Regions from separate parts of the Danio rerio genome. Here region 2 is linked to region 1. Evidence: chromatin contacts called from public Micro-C data. All regions are on one chromosome and are shown on one strand. The core of a region is the stretch at or near the end of the contact, and the rest is flanking DNA. Distances in the headings are between cores, read along the strand shown. Region 1 overlaps raph1a (Ras association (RalGDS/AF-6) and pleckstrin homology domains 1a). Region 2 overlaps raph1a (Ras association (RalGDS/AF-6) and pleckstrin homology domains 1a).

Evidence for each region. Hi-C and Micro-C count contacts between places; a contact is called where the count stands out from the background.
Region 2: a Micro-C map of caudal fin shows a contact between it and region 1, with 2.5 times the contacts expected there. The contact joins two enhancer-like sites. A contact is called at or near these places in 2 of 18 Hi-C or Micro-C datasets (caudal fin and an unstated tissue).

What each region holds. Positions count from the first base shown.
Region 1 is chr9:13,958,806-13,964,939 of GRCz12tu, reverse strand. raph1a (Ras association (RalGDS/AF-6) and pleckstrin homology domains 1a) reads left to right here. Exons shown (of 15, transcript NM_001366728.1): 15 at 937-4,496. The coding sequence ends at 3,030. It overlaps LOC101885154 (secreted phosphoprotein 24), which reads right to left. Exons shown (of 4, transcript XM_005167509.6): 3 at 5,110-5,235; 4 at 4,566-5,012. The coding sequence ends at 4,794. Among named protein-coding and RNA genes, the nearest start is that of abi2a, 81 kb to the right of the region's middle. Within about 2 kb of position 4,654, at least 1 of the 62 cell types and tissues checked has an H3K27ac peak or open chromatin away from gene starts, as enhancers often do. A contact at or near this core is called in caudal fin, where this site is marked.
Region 2 is chr9:14,017,012-14,022,871 of GRCz12tu, reverse strand. It overlaps raph1a (Ras association (RalGDS/AF-6) and pleckstrin homology domains 1a), which reads left to right. Exons shown (of 15, transcript NM_001366728.1): 3 at 3,768-3,887; 4 at 4,233-4,335. The coding sequence starts at 3,768. Among named protein-coding and RNA genes, the nearest start is that of raph1a, 89 kb to the left of the region's middle. Within about 2 kb of position 1,916, at least 6 of the 62 cell types and tissues checked have an H3K27ac peak or open chromatin away from gene starts, as enhancers often do. A contact at or near this core is called in caudal fin, where this site is marked.

The DNA.
Region 1 (6,134 bases), core at 3,405-5,904:
GTTGCGTTTAGCCGCTTTTACAAACAAACTGTTATTTCTGAATGCGCTGACGCTGGGATTTAGATGATTTCAAACAAGACAAAATTTTGAACATGTACTACATGCCTAAAGCATTCACTCAATGTCATTTTTTCATTTTCGGCAGAAGTGGCGTTTAGCAGCTTTTGCATCTGAACTCTTCATATGTTGTGAGACTGAAAGTGTTTAGATAAGCATCTAAATGAATATTATCGGTTCTTGGTTACCCCCTTGACTCATTTTACAAGTCACTTAATGTCAAACAGGTTTAGGACAAAGTTAAAACTAAAGTTTTACCATTTTTAAATCCATTCAGCTTATCAACGGATCTGGTTGGGAGCACTTTTATCTTAGCATAAATTATTAAATCATATTAGATCATTAGCATCTAATAATAACATTTTAATTTTCTTATTTTAAGCTTGACTCTTTTGTGGTTACACTTCATGATATCATCACATTTGCTGTGATTATGGTATGGTAGCAAAGCTCCTTAATCATTATGTGAGTGTGAATTAGAGAATAGTTCATAGCCATATCAACCTAGAAATTAGCAACTTTCCCATTGGTCTCAGTACACAATGTAACTACAGAAGACTCTAGCTTAAAATATTTGAGATGCTAATGGTCTAATCTGATTTAATGATCTATGCTATGCTAAGCTAGAAGTGTCCCACCAGACCCAGAAATCAGCTAAATGGATGCAAAAATAGTAAAACTGTTTACCTCTAGAGGAAAATGAGCCTATTTCCAAAAAGTGGAGTGCTCCTTTAATAATTAATAACATTTAATTTCCCAGTTTCTATTAATTCCATTCCCATTTTATTGTGCACCACTAAAACCTTCTTTTAAAAAAGTTATGTCAAATGCATCATTCAAGCTCCTGTTCTAATATAACCCACTTTGTTTTATCCACAGATGAGAATTGATGGCCCCCCCGCACAGCCTGCAAGAGCTTCTTACCCTCTGCAACTCCCCCCACTGCCCCAGTCTTTGCAGTCTCGAAGCAGCTACAGCGGAGTGTCTCCAGCATCACCTTCCTCACCCCCCTCTCCACCACCACCACCTCCGCCACCTCCTCCACTTCCCAACCCCACACACCACTCCACCCCAGTTGTGTTCACTAAGTACAGCACCCTTGCAAGGCTGCAAAACATCTCCCAGGCTCCGAATCATTACAAACAAACACCATTATTAGCAGCACAGCAACAACCTACGCCCCCTGTGCCACCCCCACAGTGTCTCAAACCTCTTATGAATAACACAACTGAAGTTGCCAGCAGTCCTCCTCCAGCCCCACCACCACCACCTCCTCCAGAAATGCCAGTGCCAGGATCGGCCATGGCAGTGTTAAAGCATGCCCCTATAAGCCCCCAGTACACTCCCCCTCCACCTCCAGAGGAAGACCCATCTTATCTACACAGTAACGGATATTTGCCTCCACCACCACCCCCAGAACAGTTAAAATATCCACCTCCCCTCAGTACCAATGGGCTCCAACAATTCTTAGCTCAGAAGTTCCCCAATATGACCTATGACTTCTCACCTGTCCAGCAAGATGAAGAACCTCCACCGCCTCCTCCAGTATGTTTCTCTCCACCGCCTCAGCAGTCAGGCCCACCTGCTCCTCCTAAAACATTTACTGGTGGGTTTCCACCCCAAACAGCTCCAAAGCCAGGCCATGGCATTTCCCCCATTTCCCCTGTGCCACCTTCTCTTTCTCCAACCCCTTCTTTGATGAAGAAACAGCAGAGCCTCTCCAGTGGGCACAGTCCCAATCAACCGCCGCCTACCCTTCCCAAACAATACAGCCTTTCTTCCAAAGCTCCATCTGTATCTGCTCCTATCTCTCCAACCCAGTCACTTGTAAAACAGATTGTTAACCAGTTTCCCGATACCCTTGATGGATCCAAAGGTCCCATATCTCCCCCTGTGGTAAAAAACAAGCCTAAATGGCAACCAGGAGGACAGGCACAACCACAGTCTCCTGAATTTCCTCCACCTCCTCCAGAAAGTACCCTTGAATTTCCTCCTCCTCCTGCTCCAAGTCCTCCTCCTGCTTCACAGCCCTCTGGTAAATCTGGATCACCAATCAAAAAATCCCCATCAACATCGTCAAATTCTTCTACTGGTTCAGGAGGAAAGAAGCCCCCTCCAACGCCACAGCGCAATTCTAGCATGAAGGCCACTTCTTCTGTTGAGTACCAGGAGTCTAAGAAAGTGGAGGATCTGGTCAGCATGTTTGGTCAAACAAGTCAAGCCCCACCCAGCTCCTTCTCAACTCCATCCTCTACAACAGGATCACCCTCCAAGGAGTCTTCTCGGGCACTAACAAAACCAGGCAAGATCAACTTAGCTAATCTGCCCTTGGCTCTACAGGGGAGGCAAAGTCACTGTCGTCAATCCAGCGCAGACTTTCCATCTCCTCCTCTGGATTGTGAGTTTCCCCCTCCACCGCCAGACTCCGAACTCCTGCCTCCACCACCTCTTCCATCAGAACTGCACATTGGGGCTCCCAAAGTGGCTGTGGTGAACCCACAACCCCAGCATTCCTCCAGCTCCACATCCTCATGGAAGCAGAGCTCCTTGAAGAAAATGCCCCCTCCTACTATGCATCGCCGCAGCAGTGGCCCACCTGAGCAGCTAGCTCTTTCTCCACCTCCTCAGCAGATGCCTCTGTCCTCTTTTAACTCTCAGATCCCACCTACGTCTCCCAAGGCAAATCTTTCCATGCAACCCAACTTCCTGGAAGACCTCAACAGAACTCTCAAAAGAAAGTCCATGACTCGACATGGCTCCCTCACCTCCTCCCGAATCTCAGCCAAGCTGGAGCCTGTAGCCACAATGGACGATATGGCCCTTCCACCCCCTCCTCCAGAGCTGCTGCTGGGCCAGCAGAAAAAGGGTGGATACACGAGCGCCAACATCTCAGGCTATGCAACATTACGGCGGGGTCCCCCACCTGCTCCACCCAAACGGGACCAAAACACTAAACTGACAAGCGAGTGGTAGTTGGACATGTGCCGAGTATGACTATGTGACTCCTTTTCCACTCTGTCTTCAGTGACTGAAAAATCTGCATTAAAATAATACTCATTTTAACTCCAGATTATAACCACGATATGAAAAAGCCAAACCATCTATAACATAAGCTTCTCTGCGTGTTTGTGCCGCTTTGCTATTAAGTGTAGCAGATCTAAAAAAAAATACTGAGAAAAAGAGACTGACGTTGTTATTATAGGTACTGCATGGACACTGCTGTGAGGAAGGGGGATGATGTATATGTATTATAAAATATATATGTGGAACTCTGGGGTGGGAGGGAACTTGTACTTTTTTATATGAAATTATTTAATACCTGAAATATATTCTTATTTTAAAGTTTAGTTTTGAAACCCTTGACTGTAAACGTTAAACGTTGATAGAAAATCAGGGTTGCTGAACTGATGCTTGTGTGTGTGTGTGTGTGTGTGTGTGTGTGCGTGTGCGTGTGTGTGTGTGTGTGTGCGTGCGCGCATTTTATCTGAGTGATTTGGTTGATCCACTCTCAGACAAATAGCGAGGGACAGGTAATTAAGCCACCCTCACTCGTAGTGCAGATCCCAATGTGGGAGTTGCACTTGTGTAGCATACGTTCTAAATGAAGTATTCTACCAAATTTTCCAGATTTAATTTAAATGATTTAGAACCTTTCACTAAAATGTGGAGAAAGAAAAACCGCTACCATTGTTATTGATGAATCTGTTATGTTGTGTCATTGTGGACCCTTACTTTTCATGAAGATGTCCAAATGTTAGACAGTGAAAATGAGTTACCACATGAGTGTGTAGCTGGCCTGTGTCTGGGATGGGATGTGCTGTCTGTTTATGTTTGTTACATTGCTATCTATCTGTACATACAGCTGCAGTTCCTGACTTTATCAATGTGCGTTAGCTCTGCATGGGTGAAACACACAATAGGAAGTGATGTCGTTCTCCTTATTATTCAGTGCTGTATTAAAGTGTCACATATCTGGAACATCTATCTTTCATGTCTCGGCAATGCCAAAATGTACTGACATTAGCATGCATGCTTCCACAGTATGGTTGCCTAAGATTGCACACTTTGTAGGGTTTAGGATCATAGCCACAAAATAAAAGGTGTCATGTCAAGTTTTACTTGACGTACAATGCAAAAAATTCACTGTGTGCCTATTGTCATTGTCGTCCATCTAGCAAACTTGAATACGTCTGCTGAGAAAATGTGTACTTTATGGATTCGCGTTTCCAAAGGCTAATGAAAATGTAGGAACAGAAGGAGGAGTACAGAGCTAATGCTGCTTCTTAAAGTCAGGAACCTTTAGTTAAATAAGTGGGGAAGTAAATGTCTGTTACATATAAACTGAACAATATAGTTGTGTAAATCACAGAATGTTGTCCAAGTTCGTGTTATTTTTATGGTTCATTATCATCATACAATTAAAAATCTTATGGAAAATCCTTTGATTTCAAAATGATATGAATAATAATGCTAGTCTGTTATGGACAAAACAACAACAACAACAATATATTATGTGCACAAGTGTATGCGCCTTTTAAAACCAAATGTAAAAGAATGTGCCTTGGGTAGTACATTACTCGAGCGATTACGACACACACCGCTGCAATCTATGACTAAACACTTCATTTTATAACAGTTTAAGCTTGTTAGAACATGATTCTGTTTTTTTTTCTTTTCCTCTCTCTCTTGGATGCATCTTGTAAAAGTGTGTTTGATTTAATCACATTTATTTCAAATCACAGCAGTAATCTGGAACAGTCAAATTGTCCTTGGCATAGAATGACTCCTGGAGAGAAAGAGCGCAATGGAGCAGGTCTTGTCCTCTGGAAAAAGAGCTCCTCGCTGCTGGACTCTGAGCTGGACCTCAGTGCATCTACATCAGCAATACAGCTGATGTCCAGAGGAGCCACAAACGTGCCGCCAACACGCACAAGACTGGAGCACAATTCCTTTGACTTCAGAAAGAGAATTGAAGGTGAGAGATTTTACTGTGAGGTCATGGTGAAGGGACAGACTTATACAGCAATCAGAGGGAAATATTCTGATTCTTACCGCAAAACGTTCCCGTTTGAAAAGGCAACTGTCCATATATGCTCTTCTGGCATATTTCAGACAGTCTGTTTCCATTATTCCGAAATCAAGCAGAATGTCATACATATTGTCACGTACCAGTGTGATCTTCAAGGACAGAATGCAAAAAAGTTATTAAGTTAAAAGGTATTTCCATGTGGTTACATAAGTTGGATTACATGCATTAAACATTATGGTCTGTAACGACTGTTGGATATGACGTTTACAGTTTTAAAACATATTTTAATATCATAGAACATATGTGAAATATGTGAAAACTGATAATTCTGAAACAAACAGTACATTTAAAGATTAAAATAATATCAATATGTATTTATCTTTTTACAAACATGAAAGGTTGCCACTTTTTGACAACTGATAATAAAGTCTGTAAAGCAGATTAACGTCAACATTTTGAATTTGACAGCTAAATATATAGATTTTTTTCTTTTTTCTTTTTTTTTTTGTATGTATGCTAAGGTCCTGTATGTGCACAGTGATGTGAGTACCATCATCAGAACATGCACAGCATCATTTTCCTCCTGCAAATTGTTTTTAATAGTTAGTCTAGAACAGGGGTCACCAATCTCGGTCCTGGAGGGCCGGTGTCCCTGCAGGGTTTAGCTCCAACTTGCCTCAACACACCTGCCTGGATGTTTCAAGTATACCTAGTAAGACCTTGATTAGCTTGTTCAGGTGTGTTTGATTAGGGTTGGAGCTAAAATCTGCAAGACACCGGCCCTCCAGGAACAAGTTTGGTGACCACTGGTCTAGAAGGTGGCAAAAATGGTTAAGACTATTGTTTCACAGTTTCTTAAGAGGATACCTTCGGCTCAAGTTTAAATGGGTAGAAAGACATGTTTAGTGCTCAAAGTTTAAAGAAATTGCAGACACTGGACGAGGGTAAAGCTTTTTGTTGTGAAAACATGTCAAGTGCTAGTCTGTTATGTACTTATGCAGGTTTTGTGTCTTAAAACTAATTATGCACTGAAATGTGAAATACTGAC
Region 2 (5,860 bases), core at 667-3,166, 61 kb before region 1:
ACAATAAATTGTATTCATCTATCTGCAGTGCACTTGTAAATTTTCAACCAAACTTGCCAGTTGGTTACTGTTAATTTTAAAGTAAATTGTTTTACAGTGTGGAGCTATGAAATGCATATCACCAAATGACTCACTATGTGAAACAGAGAATGTCATCATAACCTTATTATTATTATTTATGTTATTGATCTTGTATATAAAGGCTATCCTGGTAGTTGTTGTTGCAGAATAAAGTCTGACCTGCCTCTAATTCCCAGAATGCATTGTACAGTAATGACAAAATCCCACTCTCTGTAACATATCTTAAAATGTAGCGACTTGACCAATCAGAATTAAGTATTCCAGACAGCCATGTAATAACATAACAACATCTTAGAATTATAAGGTTGCATCTGACATTTTTGTCAAAAAAATAGATATTGGCATATTCTTATTAAACGGAAACTTATTTACATTATGGGATGTTTTGTTTACATTTTAAGATTTTTTTTAATTTAACAACAAATGTTACACACTCACTGTTTGCTATATGAAATTCAGAAACTTTGAAGCTCAATATCTCAAAACCATTGAGAATGCAGATAAAACCCTATAATTCCAAGGTTAAGTTAAAGAGATAGTTCACCCAAAAATAAAAATTATGTCTCCATTTACTCACCCTTCACATATCACATATCTGATTAAGGCTGAAAACCTGTATCCATTAACTTAGGTTTTGTTTTTCCTACTATACAAGTCAGTGGTTACCAGTTTCCAACATTGTTCATTCATGAAAAACTACTCATCAATGAATTTGCTCTTCAGTGTTGGGACTCTCAATAATGACTTTAAACCACACTGAACTAAGCTAAACTGAACTGAACTTAAACATTAAAAACTGAACTACCCTGATCCAGTTACTATGACCATTTATGTGAAGCTGCTTTGACACAATCTACATTGTAAAAGCGCTATACAAATAAAGCTGAATTGAATTGAATTTAATTCATTCATTCATTCATTTTCTTCTCGGCTTAGTTCCTCTATTAATCTGGGGTCGTCACAGCGGAATGAATCGCCAACTTACCCTTTCAGCCGCAAACCATCTCTGGGAAACATCCACACACACTCATTTTTACACTACTTACACTTTAGCTTACCCAATTCACCTGTACTGCATGTCTTTGAACTGTGGGGGAAACCGGACCACCCGGAGGAAACCCACGCGAATGCAGGGAGAACATTTTAATAACTAATGAAATTAACATTTGTAACGGAGCAGCTTACTTATTATAAAGCCCTTATTGTAAAGAGTTAGCTATTGTGTTTTATCATTTTTTCTTAAAATTTGTCTGAAACGTGTTTACTATTTACTGTATATACAATAAACCAATGCACAAAGGATAAAGTTCTTTAAATTAAACTGTTAAAGTAATCTTTTTTTGCAGCTTCTGGCAATTTTGTGATAATGTAAGTTGCGGTAAAAGCTTCAACAATTATCTCAAAAAGAAAATTTGCTGTGCCATAAACCTAGTGTTATGTTGATGTTTGGTACTGAAACATTAGCATTATTGGCTCTGTGTTGTAACAGCGATTGAACTGTGTTTGTGCTAAGCTTGCCAAAATCAGCCATTTACAGCCAGGAAGGAAGATTTCCAAACCATCTGATAAGAAGACACTGATCTATGCAGATGTGTTCCACAGACATGTACTGTACACACACCAGGTCTCCATCTGCCCTGCTTATTGAGAGATTCTACAGGCTTGGAGTCTTGTTATCAATTAATCATTCATACTCTGAGTTCAAAGAAAAATTGTGGCTGTGATGTTACTTAATTACTTCATAATTTACAATAGTGACTGACAACACTGTCCATGAGTAACGTTGGATAGTGAGGTGGTTTTTGTTATACAATATCAGTGGTTCTGTGTCATCTTGGCCACTAGAGGGAACCAGAGTGTTTTACATTTTCAGAGCAGCGTCTGATTATAAATCTGAGGCATTAGTAAAGGCCCTGTGCACTTGAGATTAAAGATATAGTTCATCCAAGACATGGATATTCTGTCACCATTTATTCACCCTTAACTTGTTCCAAAACAAATTCAAAATCTCTTTCTGTGGTTAAACACAGAAGATAGTTTGAAGAATGTTGGAAACCAGTAGCCATTGAATTCCGAAGTGTTTCGTAGTTTCTCAGGATTTATCATTTATACGTGTTTGATTAAACTGTTTTGTTTTAGTTTGTAAATTAAATATGCATATCCTTCAAATATAAAATCAAAATGTTGTCATTTAGAGCATCTTTTTAAAGTTTAGAGTTAAGAAATCAATATTTGCTGGAATATCCTTGATTTTCAAGCACAACACATAGTCATTTGTCTTTTTGTTTAAAATCAAAACCTCTTTATTTGAAATTTGGAAAAGCGTTAATAGACTTCTGTAGAATAAAAAATGTTAACATTTTACTGAAACTCACACAGTAAGTTATAAATAAAGCATTTCCAGAGAAACAGTCAGAACGAGTCTTTTCTACACCATTACTCCAGTGTATAATGTCACAAGGTCTACATTACTGCTGAAAAAACATTATTGTTTAAAATAGTTGTGCTGTCTGTTTTTTTGTCATTTTTGTTTATGAAGATAAAGATAAGATGGTCATTTTTTATTATTAGGTTATTATGTAAAAAAGAAAGCAATTTATTGAAATTTAAAACTTACAATTTTTTATTAACGATTTTATTGATCGCAGACTTAACACCAGATCTACCAATGTCATTGTTTGACCATTTTAAACTTTTGCAAACGAATTGCTTTGTGGAAACAAAACCCATGACTTTTCTTAATTATTGTGTGCGTTACATTTAATTTAAATTGATAGATTTTTTTACTGTTGTTATTCTATCAACAAAGACCTGTCACAATAATCAATATATTGACTTATCATGCAATACTTGGAGATAACTTCAATAATTTTTACCCCAGCAATATATGTTTACAATTTCACCAAAAAAATGAAAGTCATTTTACAATGATGTTTACATTCTATCTCACCGTTGATATATAGATATATACTATACCTTTTTAACGTCTAATTATGAAATCTAAATAACCTTAAGAATAATAAGTATTATAAAATGTTTATGGCTGTTTGCATTATTATGCTGTTATGTAATTATTATATAATCAGTGCCATGATTTTATCTAAAAATGAAAATAATATTGCTTATTGCAAAAACTTCTGTGACAATATATTGCACAACAAAAATTGCTTTTTGTGACAGGCCTATATCAGCATAAATAACTTTAAAAAATTATATATATATATATATATATATATATATATATATATATATATATATATATATATATATATATATATATATATATATATATATATATAGGTACAAGCTCAAATTGACCAAGCGTATTTTAGGTCTAAAAGTGTTCATAAAGGTTTTTAATGTGCATTCAAATGCCTGTTGGTCATGTTTTTATGTTTTACTGGTTCAGTGGTCGTCAGTAAACTAATCTATTTTCACATTCACACCTATTTTAATTTATATGTCTCCTGACAGATCTTTTTTTTTTTTTTTTTTTTTGCATGGATTTTGTTTCTAGCATTATAAAGTCCAAAAGTCATGAAGCTTATTGATAAAAACTCGATTTGTTGGCATTTTTTTCTATGTTTATAAAATGATCATTAAACCTACACAGTTGTTTTTTCATTAATGATACCTCAGATTGCATTTTAAATGTAAACATCTGTACAATGTTGGTTGTGTTTCAGATGGAGCAGTTTTCAGATGACGAGCTGGATCATGCTGCGGAGGAGGACAGCGATAAAGAGGACCAGGACTTGGACAAAATGTTTGGAGCGTGGCTTGGAGAGCTGGACAAACTAACAAAGGTGAGACTAAAAGATGAGGACTGTGAATCTGTGTCCTGTTAATGCGCTGATGCTAATAATGTCATACTGGTCACGGTTGACAGCATAGATCAGGTCTGTGATGTCATTAAGTCTTTGATTGTTAAATCTGACACTCGTTCAATTAATTTGTGGTAGATGCATTTTAATATATTACTCTATCGTGATGCAATAGTTTTAAATGTTATGCAATAAGGTGTATTAGGATTAAATTGCGTCATTGATAATCTGTATTTTTCTGAATTAATCAGATCCTCAAATCCCTGTTTAGTGTTATTACAGGTGAAACTCCTGTATTTTGTTATCTCATCGCTCTGTTGTTTTTAGAGTCTGGATGACGGGAGACCAGAGAAGGTGCAGAAAGCTCCTCTCAGACAAGATTCAAACATGGCCAACATGGCCTACCGCTTCTCCGTTTACAACATCAACGGTGAGGTCACACAGTACAATACAAGATGCTTCATTTATATTTTTGTGTTATTATCATAACATCATTGTCACTATTAAACTAATATTGATGTAATTGGAGGAGGGCTGTTATAAATTTGTTTGTAATAAAAATCACGAAGACCTCAAGTGGGAACTACTGTATATACAGTAAGGCTTTCATTTTAATGCAAAATTTTCAGTGAAATTTTAAGTTTTTTTTATGTTAATAAAAAAGTTTCTAATGCTAAGTATTTTATTTTTAGGTAAAACTGCAACATTTTGAGAGATTGTTACTGTTTAAGACACTGTAACGGTTTTCTATTTTAGTACTTTTTTAATATATAATAGGCAAGGTGGCAATTAATCTGGCCTTCAGTGTGTCACATGATCTGTCATAATCATCTGTTAATACAATCAAAAAAACTTAGTTGTTACATTTTTAAACTACTTAGGTTTTTATAGATTTCAAAAGAAAACAATATCTCTTTGGAATGAGAAGTATTTTGTAACATTTCAAATGTCTAAAGTGTTACAGTATATCGTTTTATTGCATCCTTCCAAAAAATATATTTTACATTTTTTTTAGCGTTTCATTTAATCTTTTCTACTTTTCTAACTCACAATGATGTACAAATTAATAATTGCAATATAATTACTTAATAGTTGGTGTTCCTCTAAACAAGAAATAACGATTTTGGAAAGTTCCACATTTTCCAAAATTTTGTTTTAAGTCTATCTTTACTAGGATTTACTAAAGAGTTTTACTTGGTAATCAAGTATTTTATAAAGCACTTTTTGACGTTTTTTTTTTTTAAATTTTTTTACTAAGTAGATCAACAATAGATGATTTAAAAAAAGTTAATTTGTGAATGAATAAACATTACCTACTATTATTTTATTACTATCAGTCCATACGTGATCTTGAACCACAAAACCATTCATAAGCGCTAAAATTAAAAAAATGAAATTGAGATTTCTACATCACCTGAAAGCTGAACATATTCATTCATTCATTCATTCATTCATTCATTCATTTTCTTGTCAGCTTAGTCCCTTTATTAATCTAGGATCACCACAGCGGAATGAACCGCCAACTTATCCAGCAAGTTTTTACACAGTGGATGCCCTTCCAGCAGCAACCCATCTCTGGGAAACATACACACACACACACACACACACACTACGGACAATTTAGCCCACCCAATTCACCTGTACCACATGTCTTTGGACTGTGGGGGAAACCGGAGGACCCAGAGGAAACCCACGCGAACGCAGGGAGAACATGCAAACTCCACACAGAAACGCCAACTGAGCCAAGGATCGAACCAGCAACCTTCTTGCTGTGAGGCGAACGTGCTACCCACTGCGCCACTGCGTCGCTGCTGAACTTATAAGCTTTCAATACATGTATAGTTTTAATAGGACAAGATTTTGTTTAGATAAAAAAATCTAAATATTGGGAAGATACCTTTGAAGTTGAACAAATTAAGTGCTTAGCAATAAACATTACTAATTACAAGTTAAGA